Regions from separate parts of the Zea mays genome. Here all the other regions are linked to region 3. A link is a contact called in public Hi-C data. All regions are on one chromosome and are shown on one strand. The core of a region is the stretch at or near the end of the contact, and the rest is flanking DNA. Distances in the headings are between cores, read along the strand shown. Region 1 holds the start of LOC100501634 (Autophagy-related protein 18c). Region 2 holds the start of LOC103649706. Region 3 holds the start of LOC100280833 (thioredoxin H-type).

The links. A called contact is a pair of places that touch in the nucleus more often than the background predicts.
Region 1: a Hi-C map of leaf shows a contact between it and region 3, with 7 times the contacts expected there. The contact joins the promoter of LOC100501634 here to the promoter of LOC100280833 in region 3. A contact is called at or near these places in 3 of 25 Hi-C or Micro-C datasets (endosperm, leaf and tassel).
Region 2: a Hi-C map of ear shows a contact between it and region 3, with 1.9 times the contacts expected there. The contact joins the promoter of LOC103649706 here to the promoter of LOC100280833 in region 3. A contact is called at or near these places in 5 of 25 Hi-C or Micro-C datasets (bundle sheath, ear, leaf and 1 more).

Annotation. Positions count from the first base shown.
Region 1 is chr3:13,272,370-13,276,264 of Zm-B73-REFERENCE-NAM-5.0, reverse strand. LOC100501634 (Autophagy-related protein 18c) reads left to right here and starts at 2,480. Exons shown (of 5, transcript NM_001196315.1): 1 at 2,480-2,584; 2 at 3,598-3,895. The coding sequence starts at 3,707.
Region 2 is chr3:13,236,415-13,240,536 of Zm-B73-REFERENCE-NAM-5.0, reverse strand. It overlaps LOC103649706, which reads left to right and starts at 2,633. Exons shown (of 8, transcript NM_001330527.1): 1 at 2,633-3,250; 2 at 3,840-3,907; 3 at 4,017-4,105. The coding sequence starts at 2,998.
Region 3 is chr3:13,421,925-13,425,550 of Zm-B73-REFERENCE-NAM-5.0, reverse strand. LOC100280833 (thioredoxin H-type) reads right to left here and starts at 1,699. Exons shown (of 5, transcript NM_001153753.2): 1 at 1,573-1,699; 2 at 562-635; 3 at 276-386; 4 at 10-132. The coding sequence starts at 606. It overlaps LOC103649707, which reads right to left. Exons shown (of 3, transcript XM_008675442.4): 2 at 3,448-3,626; 3 at 2,240-2,997. The coding sequence ends at 2,674.

The DNA.
Region 1 (3,895 bases), core at 1,231-3,730, 150 kb after region 3:
GTTTTTACTGGGAATATGTTATTATGTTTTTAGAATTTATGTTCAAAAGAACTCAATGAAAATATAATATTTTTATGTGGTCATGATTGAAGTAAGAGTGTTCTCATTTGATTTTTTATTGTGGTTAGCTGAGCAAACAAGGGGGAAAGTTGATGGCTTACGGCCACTGTGGAACACAGCCGCTTTGCTCGCTGGATAAACAAAAAAATCTGGACGAATAAACAAATCAGTCACAAAAACAAAAAATCTGGATAAGAAATAAATCTAGATGGACAAATCAGCGACATAAACGAAAAATATGGACAATAAAAAAATCAGTGACAAAGACAAAAAAAGTATTAAAACACACCCACCATGGGACTTAAACCCACAACCACAAGGTTAAAGTCTTGCGCTCTACTGACTGAGCTAGACAAGTTTTGTGTACATAATAGAGCTCGACGCCAAGATCTATGGCGCCGAGCTCGGTGCCACGTCGATGCCACGACGTCCGTTTGTGCCGGTGCAGCACGTACCTCGGCGCCATAGCCTATGGCGCCGAGCTGTGTTACCTCGGCGCCATTGGCTATGGCGCCGAGTAAAGGGCCCAAAAATGACATTAAAATTTTCTAGGGTCCAAACGTGAATTTTTTTTCCCGAGGAAGGGCCAAAATGTAAAAAATTCGGGTTTGATTCTCATCTTATAAACTCTAGCGACTAAGGTTTAGTCATTTGTAGTAACTAAAATACTAAACATGTTGACTAAAATAGATCTTTTAAATAGGATTTTAGGTGTTAAAATTTAGTCTGTAAAGTTTAGAAGGGTGACTAGAGCAACCAAACATGACTAGCACAGATGAGAGGGGGTTAATTGTGGCGCACGCATCGGGCAGAGGGAGCACTTTCCATATAGATGGTAATGGGTACCCAAAACCCAAATACTCGATATGTAGGCAGGTATGGGATGATTTCTATACCAACATATATGTTAATGGACAACAACCTCTACGCGTTAGATAGACGGGTACGTGTATGTAGGGTTGGAAACGAGACGAGCTCGGTTCAGTGACTAGCGAGCCAGGCTCGGCTCGTTCACATTGCGAGCTCGAAGATTAGGCTCCGCTCGGACTCGTTCATGCTCACGAGCCGCCACATTAAGTCCCATTTAGAGTATAAATTGTATATTTTCATTTTATACAAAATAAAAATATGTACCAAAAAATCCACCAACATATTTAAACTATATTTCATAAAAAATAAGAAAATAAATCAATAATGTACTAACGTAATAATGTAACAACATAGCACTGTGTCATTAGACCAACTCGCGAGCAACCAAACATGTTGACTAAAATAAATGTTTTAAATAGGATTTTTAAGTGCTAAAATTTAGTCTATAAAGTTTTGAAGGATAACTAAAGCAATCAAACACGACTAGCACATACGAGAGGGGTTAATTATGGCGCACACATCCGATGGAGGGAGCGCTTTCCATAGAGATGGTAATGTGTACCTAAAATCCGAATACCCGATATATAGGCGGGTATGTGATGATTTCTATACCAACGTATATGTTAATGGACAATAAACTCTACATGTTGGATAGACGAGCACGTGTATGTAGGGCTGCAAACGAGTCGAGCTCGGCTTGACTCGGTCCCAGCAAGCCAGGCTCAATTCAGCTCATTCACATTGCGAGCTCGAAGATTAGGCTCAGCTTGGGCTCGTTCAGGCTCACGAGCCAGTTCGAGTCGGCTCACGAGCCGCCACACTAAGTCTCATTTAGAGTATAAATTATATATTTTCATTTTATATAAAATAAAAATGTATAAAATAAAAAAATATGTAAAAAATCGAACAACATATCTTAAACTATTTTCTAGCATTGGTTCCATAAAAATAAGAAAAAATCAATAATATACTAACGTAATAATGTAACAACATAGCGCTATATCATTAGGTTGATTCGCGAGCTGGTTTAGTCTCACTTAGGCTTGGCTCAGCTCGACTCGTTGTTTGAGCAAGCCACAAAATTAGACCTAACTCGGACTTGTTAAGGTTCGCGAGCGTCACCGAGTCGAGTCCGCTCGTGAGCCTCGAGTTTTTTTTCAGCCATAGGTGTATTAGTTTACTATTTAATAGTCTATCTTAGTTAAAATAAATACCCTTCTTGGCTATTGTTTATTTAACTATTAATTTATGTAATAATATGATTTATTATATTTGAAATTGAACTTATTTTGTGTATTTATTTGATATTTTAATTGATCAGGTTATTATAATTTAATACATTTTTATTAGGTACGGATAACTCTATAGATAAAATTACCGTGCGGATATAAATATAAGTAAGATTTTATACTTGATAATCTGATTATATAAATTTTTAATAGATATGGTTATAAAATGCTGCTACCGACGGATATAAACCGTTACCATCCCTAGCTTCCCAAGCCCCGACTCTTCCATCCCTCCCTGCCCTTCCCCTGCCCGCCGATCGCTTGCCCCACTCCCTTGCTTCCGTGGCGCACACGCCGCGCACGCGTGCTCGCCTCTCCTGGAACCGTCTCCGCCGCCCTCCCGCGTCGGCGTCGCGGCGCAAGAGGTAACGCTCTCGTCCTATTGTTCCGTTGATGGAGGGCAATCGCGATTCGCGTTCCTCGCGCTGCGGTCGATTACCCGGTTCCGCCAGATCCGCCGCGGCTGCGCTTCCGTTTCATGTCGCGTGCGTAGGCCTCCTCGTCCCTCCCTCCCGGTCTGTGGATATGGGGCGGGAATCGGAGATCCGACCGGGCCGGGATAGGTTTTCCGTTTCCCTCTCGCTGGCGAGGAAGGGAGCTTCCCCCGATGGATGTGCCCTCCTCCGTCCGTTCCAAATCGAACTCCCCCCTCCGATTTCTTGTGAATTTTGGTTTGCCGTGCGGTGGCGTAGCTATCAGCGTTAGCTGTCGTTTCGAACTTTGGGGATTATTATTATGGCTTTGTGGCTTTGGTTACAAACCTCCAGCTACACATCATTAGGGATGGAAACGGTAGGTAAACACTAAAACAATTACCATCTTCATATTTTTTTTATCAGAAACGAAATCGAAACGGAAACGATATCGGTTTTTCGAAGACATCGAAAAAGTTTGGTATGGAAAATACATCGGTAACGATCGAAATCTAAGTGGGCGGGAGCCCGGCAGCTTGGGCCAGAGTGGAAATGTGGGCTTTGGCCCGCTTTCCTTGTTTTTAATTTTCGTAAAATTCCGAATCCTATATTCGGTAAATTCTGGTTAAATTCGGTAACCGAAGAAAACGGTCGGTAAAACGCCAAACCGGTTTCCGATATAAAATTCTAACAACCGATTCCGTTTTCGAAAATACCGTTACCGCTGAATTCGGTCGGACAAAAATCGAAAGCGGTTCCCAGAAAACCGAAAATTTCCGAAACCGTTTTCATCTCTACGCATCATGCCTTTTCCCGTGCTACTGACAAATTGGGTGCTAAAATTTTACCTTATCTATAAGCTCCGGCAATCTTTAACCTGATGCTCCTTTGCTTGTTTAGCAGATTACGCTTCGTCCATGGTTTTCTTTTCTTTGGCTGCTGTTGATGCTTTTTACTTGCTGTAGGGTACCCTGAATTTCGTCAGTGCCAAGTGACGACCGCTTTTGCCCATTTGTGATAGCTGAATCTCTGTGGTTCAAAGGCGATTGATTTTGGTTTGCTGACGCACGCCTAATGAGCTCCCAAGTCTCCACATCACACGGTCTTCATCCCCCGGGGAAGCTTGGGACATTTGAGTCACCCCATGCCTGGCCGCTGTCAGCGCCTACGGCCCAGCCCGAAGCGGGACGCGGTGATGACCAGGAGGTCAGGCTGTTGTCGGTTGCCTGGAACCAAGATTGTGGATGCTTCGCGGCTGGTACC
Region 2 (4,122 bases), core at 1,384-3,883, 190 kb after region 3:
GTCAGTAACTCCAAACTTTCCAACAAGAGCATCCCACAGCTCTTTCCCCGTGGGAAGGATGATATAGCTTTTCTGGAATTTTGTGTCAAGTGCGCTAATCACTGCACCTCGAAAGAGGTTGTCTTCAGCCTTAAACTTAGCCTCATGCTCAGGAGGTAAGTTGGCAGGCTTGCCCTCAGCGGCATGAAAACAAGACATTGCAGTTAGCCACAATTCCATTTTAGCTTTCCATATCAATAAGTTTTTACCATCAAAAGGATCAGGCTTTAGCACAGCAGCAAAACCTCTGACAGAAAAATGCCTAACATTAGGTTTTTGGATTGTTAGAAATATAGGCATTTTTCGTACCATTTTAATTCCATAAATTAACATTATGATGATGACATATAATAGATAATCAAACATAGATAACATGATCTCAAAAATATCCATAACAATATGGATCATGAGAACACAAAGCATATGAAGCATGTAAATCATATAAATAAAATAAGCATATAAACATGGTTCATGGATTATTGCGGAACAACTGGAAATAAACAGATAACAATATAAACAGGATGACTGTAAAATTAAGACAGACAGATATAACATATTATAATACGATAGAGCAAAGCTACATACGACATATATAATATGCAGAATATAAAACTGTAATGAACTAAATTGATCATACCCTCCCATGCGCTCCGAGGATCCTAATCCTTGTCCAACTTCTCTTGTCATCCGATCGAGATGAAGACGCCAAGAACCAGCGATGAAGACAACGACAGACGTTGGGCAGTCGCGAAGACGCTCCCCAAAAACCTAATTGCCGATCCCCGTGCAAGGTCTCGAACGGCACCGGCTTCGGAGGCACCTGCCCTCTCGCTTCTCTGTGCGCGCAGAGTCACGAGATGAAAATACCCTCACTCGGCGGCTGGATTGTGAGACTGAAAGTGTTTTTCGCGTGTACCGAATGACAGGGGTGCTCCTCTATTTAACCTCTCGCAGTGAGTGCTAAAAATTAACACAACCACACCACGCCTGCCACGCCACGCCACGCCACGCCACGCCACGCCACGCCCGGCCGGCGGCGGCGACGGCGCGCGCGCGCGTGTGGCACGCCCTTGTCCATTTCTTGACTTCTCAAGTTAAGTGGAATAAATCCCACCATATAAGTCAAGGCAAAAGACCCTTGGACTTCCAATGTGGCACTATTAGTATTCTCCAACATTACACACCATAAAGTTTATTCAATAAATGGGCCAAGCCCATAAAAGATCCAACACCTAGCGTGTCTAGTTTTCGCGGACGCAACCGGTCGACCGAAGGCATCGACTATGCATGCATGCTTCATCTTGATATAGACCTTATGAACTTGCCTATCTTCATTACAATATATGTTTTCGGTGTACAAATTGTGATCGACCGATGAATCAAATCAACGTTTGGACATTTCGGTGGTATTTTGCACGTCGGATGAAGCTGTCGATGGCAATTTACGATCTCGATCATGTCTAAACGCTACGGAACCGATTTCCCCACGAAATTACCGCATCGTATGCCAGTAGTATTATGTATCGCAGTTCCAAGACCGAGAGGTGCCTAGAGTCTCTATATTCTTTTTAATCTATATAAATAAAGATTTTTATAAAAATATTCTCTAATATTTTATCTAAATAGCTATCAAATATAATCATATTTTATTACTAGTTTCTCGCTAGTCAAATATAGAAAACGTGGATGCCTCTTTAGAGTGCAAACCAGATATATAAATCATGTTGAGGATTGAAAATATACAAAAACATTTTTAATATAAATAATGGGGTGAAATTTAGGGTGTATTTTTTTTATAGATTATATAAGTTGGATTATGGTTGAAGGGCAGTAGAGTAAAATATTACTTTGAAAACACAAATAAGGTAAAATAAACTAGTATTTGATAGCTTATTTTAACTTATTTGTTTGTGATCACAAAGTAATATATGACCCTTATAACTTTTAACATAATTCAACTTATATAATCTAGGAGAGAAACAAATAGTGCCTAGAAATACTATTAAGGCCCGTTTGTTTTCTTTCATTTTGAGGAATTGGAATCTTACTATTGGAATAGGCTATTTTTTTAGAATGTGATATTCCACCACTTTCCAAAGTTATCATATAAGCCTATCTCAAATTCATGGGGTGAGAGATGGAAATTGATTATATAGATTTACATGCTATTTTTCCGATGTACAACTTATCGTACACTCTTCTATTTGCTTCGTTATAACATTAATTTAGTATATAACTATCTCTCTCATATGATTTAAGATAATATACAAATATATTACATATATAAATATATAAACTTAATTAATTTTATCTAAATTATAATTATTAAAATGGAATTCAATTCCAATGAAACAAACGGGGCCTTAGAGATGTTTTATGAGCAATATGGAGTTAGAGGCCTGGACGTACCTTTCGCTCCTCAATAATGGCAGAGGAGCCAACTGATAAATTAGCTGATTAATCGCCGTGTTTGAGGGCGCGGCGAAGCTAACGACTTTCGACTTACCACCCACCCTGTCTATGAGGCGGGGTGCTTGTGCTAAATGCCCACGTCGTGCCTACCGCCGCACGCACGCAGACGCAGACGCAGACGCAGACGCAGACGCCTCCGGCCTCCCGCCCCGCACCCGCAGCACGTCTCACTCCTCGGTTTCTTCTTCCTCCTGGCAGCGGGCAGAGAAGTCCAGTCCAGCCCCCACCGCGACGCCCGATGCCGATTCCGCATTAAACTACTCGCTCATCGCCCAAAAGCTTCGCTGATCGGGACGGCGGCCCCCTTCGCATAAACACCGTCGCTTCCCCTCCTCACCAACCCTTCCAAGTTCCCACTCTCTGCTCGGTCGCTCTCCGTCCCCTTTCCACTGCCTGCCCCCTCTTCCTCCTCCTGCTGCTGGTAGCAGCAGCCAGGGGGGCGGTACTAATTGGGAGGTAGGTGGGCGGAGGCCGCGGCCGCCAGGGATGGTGGCCGTCGGCGGCGGCGGGGGCGGGGCCCGGCGGAGGCGGGCGTGGCGGTGGGCCATGCGGGCGGCGGCCAGCGCCGTCCTGTGGACGGCGGTCGTGCAGGTGGCCTCCATCGCCGGGCTGTTCCGCCCGCGGGTCCTCGCCGACTGCGGCGGGAAGGGCGGCGCTGCCGCCGCGTCCGGCCTCGCCGCGCTCGCCGGCGAGGACAGCCTAGCGGCGAGGCTGTCGCCGCCGGCGCTCGTACCCAAGAGTGAGTGGCCTAAGCCTTCCTTCGTAGCGGGTGATCTAGGGCGAAAAGCTCGCTCGCCCCCAACGGATTTGGGCGGAGGCCGGGTCGAATGCGGGCGGTTGCGTGGCCGCATTCCCCGGACGATCCGCCTCGATCCTGGGCTCAAATTAGCGGTTTCGGGGCGACTTTTTTTTTCCGCCCGTTTGGGGATCACGGGTCTCACCTGCGGTACAGGCGCTCTGAAATCGCGATTCCTTGCTTCATATGGCAAGGAATAGTATATGTTCTATTCTTTGGTAGGTCAAAAGGGAGCGTCGTTGTGATTGCGAACTTGACAAAAATGTAGCTTCACGTCTTCATCCCCATCTCGCTTACGCTTTATTTAGAGCTTATCCCGATGCTTAGAAGAACCTCTGTTAGTCATACCATACCATGCAGTGATTAGGGGACTTCTTCGTTCGGTACACGGGAGATTGAGTATGTATGGTTCTCTTCCTTAAGACACGGGCCGCTTCCTTCAAGATGCCAATTGGCAAAATATCATGTTGTCTCAGCCCTCCTGTTCCTGTTGGCACTAGAGCTGATTTGGCCGTGCTCTTACTGTCTACAGGAATTTACAAAAGCAATGGCTACCTACTAGTGACTTGCAATGGTGGCCTCAATCAAATGCGAGCCGGGGTTCGTACCTCAACTTCGTGCTGGTTTGTCACCCGGTTTCATGCTGCGCACCAGTGCTGCTGTTCGTTTTTCATTCTGTCTGAACTTTATATGAAATGGTATGCTGCAGATATGTGACATGGTGACTATAGCACGCCATCTAAATCTAACGCTTGTGGTCCCTGAACTGGATAAAAGGTCTTTTTGGGCTGACCCAAGGTATGATTTCCCACTGG
Region 3 (3,626 bases), core at 450-2,949:
CTTAATTACCATCAAGTCATCAACATCGATCGTCAGGAACATGAGCTGAGGGTACGTCTGCGACATTTCGGCGTAGACAGGTGCGATGACACGGCACGGCCCACACCAGGAAGCGCTGAAGTTTGCAACCACCTAGTACAATCAAACAAACAAACAAACAAACAAAAAAGTCCAGTAATGCACACGCTAGCCTCAAGTGCCATGCTACGCTATACTGAACAGATGGTGGCTATCGGTTGCTAGAATGGCCATGGCCATGGGCAGGTTGTACTCACGGTTTTCCCATCCTTGTTTGCCTCGGCAATTCTTTGGTCCCAGTCCTCTTTGCTTGTGACAACATGAACATTGCCACCTCCGAAATCGATCTTGTCGCCGTCGTCCGCGTGCTGCTAGCTCTCCGGGCAGAGACCAGAGAAGCAAGCAGGAAAGAAAAAAAAAACACTCGGCAGTTTAGGACAGAGAGAATAAAATGTGTGATAGTAGTACTGATTGATTAGGTAGGGCTGTGCGTGTGCGTCAGTGCGTGTGCGTGTGCGTGTGCGTGGCGAGAAGGAAGCTGACCTTTGCAATGCAGCAGCAGCATCTCATCAGGCGCCTCAGTCCCATTCTCAACTGTCGGCCGGCACCTGCCAAAACTGCAAACTCTATCAGACTCTTTCAGACACCGAGTCTGTGAGTGAAAAAAAAAGGATAAATGGACACAGCCTATGTGGGGCGCTGGTCAGCAGCGGCAAAAGGCTGCTCAAGATACGGTCATAGACGAAGACTAAATTGCAAGACAAAAAATAATTAGCAAATGTCTACTATAACATCACGTAGGCAAATTATAGAGTAATTAGGCTTAATAAGTTTTTTTTTCGCCGTTTAGTTCCAACCTGTGTAATTAGTTTTATAGTTCAGACTGTATTTATTCAAATATCCGATGTGACCAGACTAAAATTTAATGTGCAGGGAACTTCCCTCGGCTACAGCGTGCTGAAGCCACGGCCCAGTACTGCAGTTCAATAATATATCCAACCCTTTACACCCATGGCCACCTGACCTCCCAACATCTGCTGGTGATGAGGGGATCACCGGACTGACCAACTATTTTGACACACCAAAAACAGGAAAAAAAAAACCCCGGTCCGAGTTGGTGCGGTGGTAGGACCCGGATAGCTCCAACGTCAGATGATACCAGCGCTTTGAGTCGGGTGCTACGGTGATCGCCTCCAGCCCTCCACCATCACAAGCAAGAACCGGACACTTTGAGCTCTGTCATCGCCCCCATGGCCAAAATTTCAGCGTTTCCGCCGGTACGGCAACTACAGTCTGACTCTGACAGGCGCGGTATCTAGTCCAGCCTGCGTATTCCACGGGATCCGGAACTCCGACGAACCGGAACCACCGGTCCGCGGGATCGCGGAGCAGTCTTATCTAGGAGCGAAGAACATGGGCAAATCCGTGAAGTTTTTTGCGCGAAGAAAAAGGGAACAGGGCCCAAGGAGGCGCGAGCTGGGCGTGGAATGGAAGCGCAGACTGGTGGATCTGATCAGACTGTAGTCCGGACTCTGGGGGGATTGGAGTCGTTACCTGGACGGCGGCAATCGGAGATTCGGAGGGGCGGATGGACTTGGCGCCGAAGGGAAGGAGAGGGTGGAGAGTGGAAGGGACACCGGGAGCCGCGCCGGCGGGGGGTTGTGGTGGGGGAAAGAGAAGCTGGCGACGAGGAATCAGCAGGTTCTAGTGCTATAGAACAGTAACGGTGGACGGATGGATGATGCCAGTGCCAGCCAGCCAGTACAGTACAGTACAGACAGGCAAAGGTTCCGTTCCGTTCCGTTCCATTCCATGTGATGCGCACTACAGTGCAGCTCACGTGGATGCATTAGCGCGCAGTCATCCAACGCCTGCCCCTGGTCGGTGTCTGTTAATAAGAATTTAATTTCTTTATAACTATACGGTAAATACGCGCTCTTGTTTCCCTCGCGCAGTGCATAAATATTAGAGCGTCCTTGTAATTGGGTACTATATTAAATACATTCCGGGCATAAACATTCTATTTCCCATAATATATCTCAACACCTATTAGACTGGTGAAATCCTTTGATTTTTGGAAGCCTTTGAACGGTGGCTCTAAAAACTATAGTATTTATAACCTTAAGTTGAGCTTTCATATGAATTTTTTATTATAGAAAATCGTCACCCTATAAAACCGAGGGGGGATCCTCATCGAACATCCTAATTCAAGCATTTAAGATAAACCAACGAACATGAGGCTTTGATATCAATTGAAAAGATTACAATGCGTGGCTATAACTAAGGAGAGAGATGATGAATTAAACTTTTATAAATCTTTTTGGGTTAATCAAAACCTAACTACAAACTCAACTTTACTCATCTCAATTCCATGACCGCAGACATTCAGCAAAAAAAAAAAAGGCTTTAACAACTGACCAACCACTAAATTACATTGTTTCGCCGAAGTGTTCTGTTGCGGAACATGCAAAATTATTCCTTTCTCCTCAACAACTTGAGACTGGTGACGCCGAATCGACCACCTGGAAGTCTGGAACTCAACCGAACTCAGAAGCAATCTTCTCTTGCTGTGGAAACGCGGACTGCTACACTCCGGGAGGGGGAGAGAAGTATAAAACAATGCACAAGGTGGAAAATCGATGCAGTTAAATCATGTCACGAAGCTTTCTCCAGGCTCTCAGCCTCCTCCCGCCGCCTCCGTTCTTCAGCCTGCTGACGCAACCTTTCCTCCTCGCGCCTCAATGCTTCCGCTTCCTCTTGCTCCGCCTCCTCACGCTCCCTCCGCTCATCTTCCTCGTCCTCTCTTTCATCAAGATAATCAAACTCCTTTTCTGCAGCCATAGCTTTTACGATCGGGTCTCGCAGCTCAGATATCAAGCCCCCGCCCACCTTGTACTCTTGTTCATCACCGACGACGAACAGCCGCTGGTCAGGACCTGATGCCATTGGTATGTCAACAGCTAGTAGTTTCATGTCATACTGCAAAGGTCAGAAAACAGGGTGTCATGGTGAAAAGAGTAAAATCCATGGTAATACCAATTACTTTATGGAAGCTTTAAACTGTATGTTTGATTTCTTCAAATAATACTATAAAGAGTGTTTTCAAAATGGCTAACTGCGTCTTTTTATTTTTTTTCGTCCAGAATACTATAATTGTAAATCATTTCAACAGAAGAGCTGTCATCCAAATATAACAGTACCATTAAATTTGAAGGAAAAACAATATTTATATATCACCAAGGAACAAGCAAGAGAGGATGCTTCATTTAACTCCGCTTTTGCAGTGTGTGTCTAAACTTCTGTTTATTCACTGAATGACTACAACCTTAATCATAATGTGATTACACAAACATCATGTGTCTATTAGTAAATCTAGGTTACTGAGTACTAGCATAATGTTACTACAAATATACAAAGAAATCCAAGTACCTGTCCCTTTTTCTTCTTGAACTCAACACTTACAAGACCCCTTCTTTCTGATCCTTTGATGGGGAAAATGAGGAAGCACCGTTTGCTGCCAAGCTTAAATTTGAAGTCCTTCAGTTTCGGGCCTCCTCCAGACATAACATATGCTCTGACATCAGTACCAGTTAGGGGCGCACCCATAA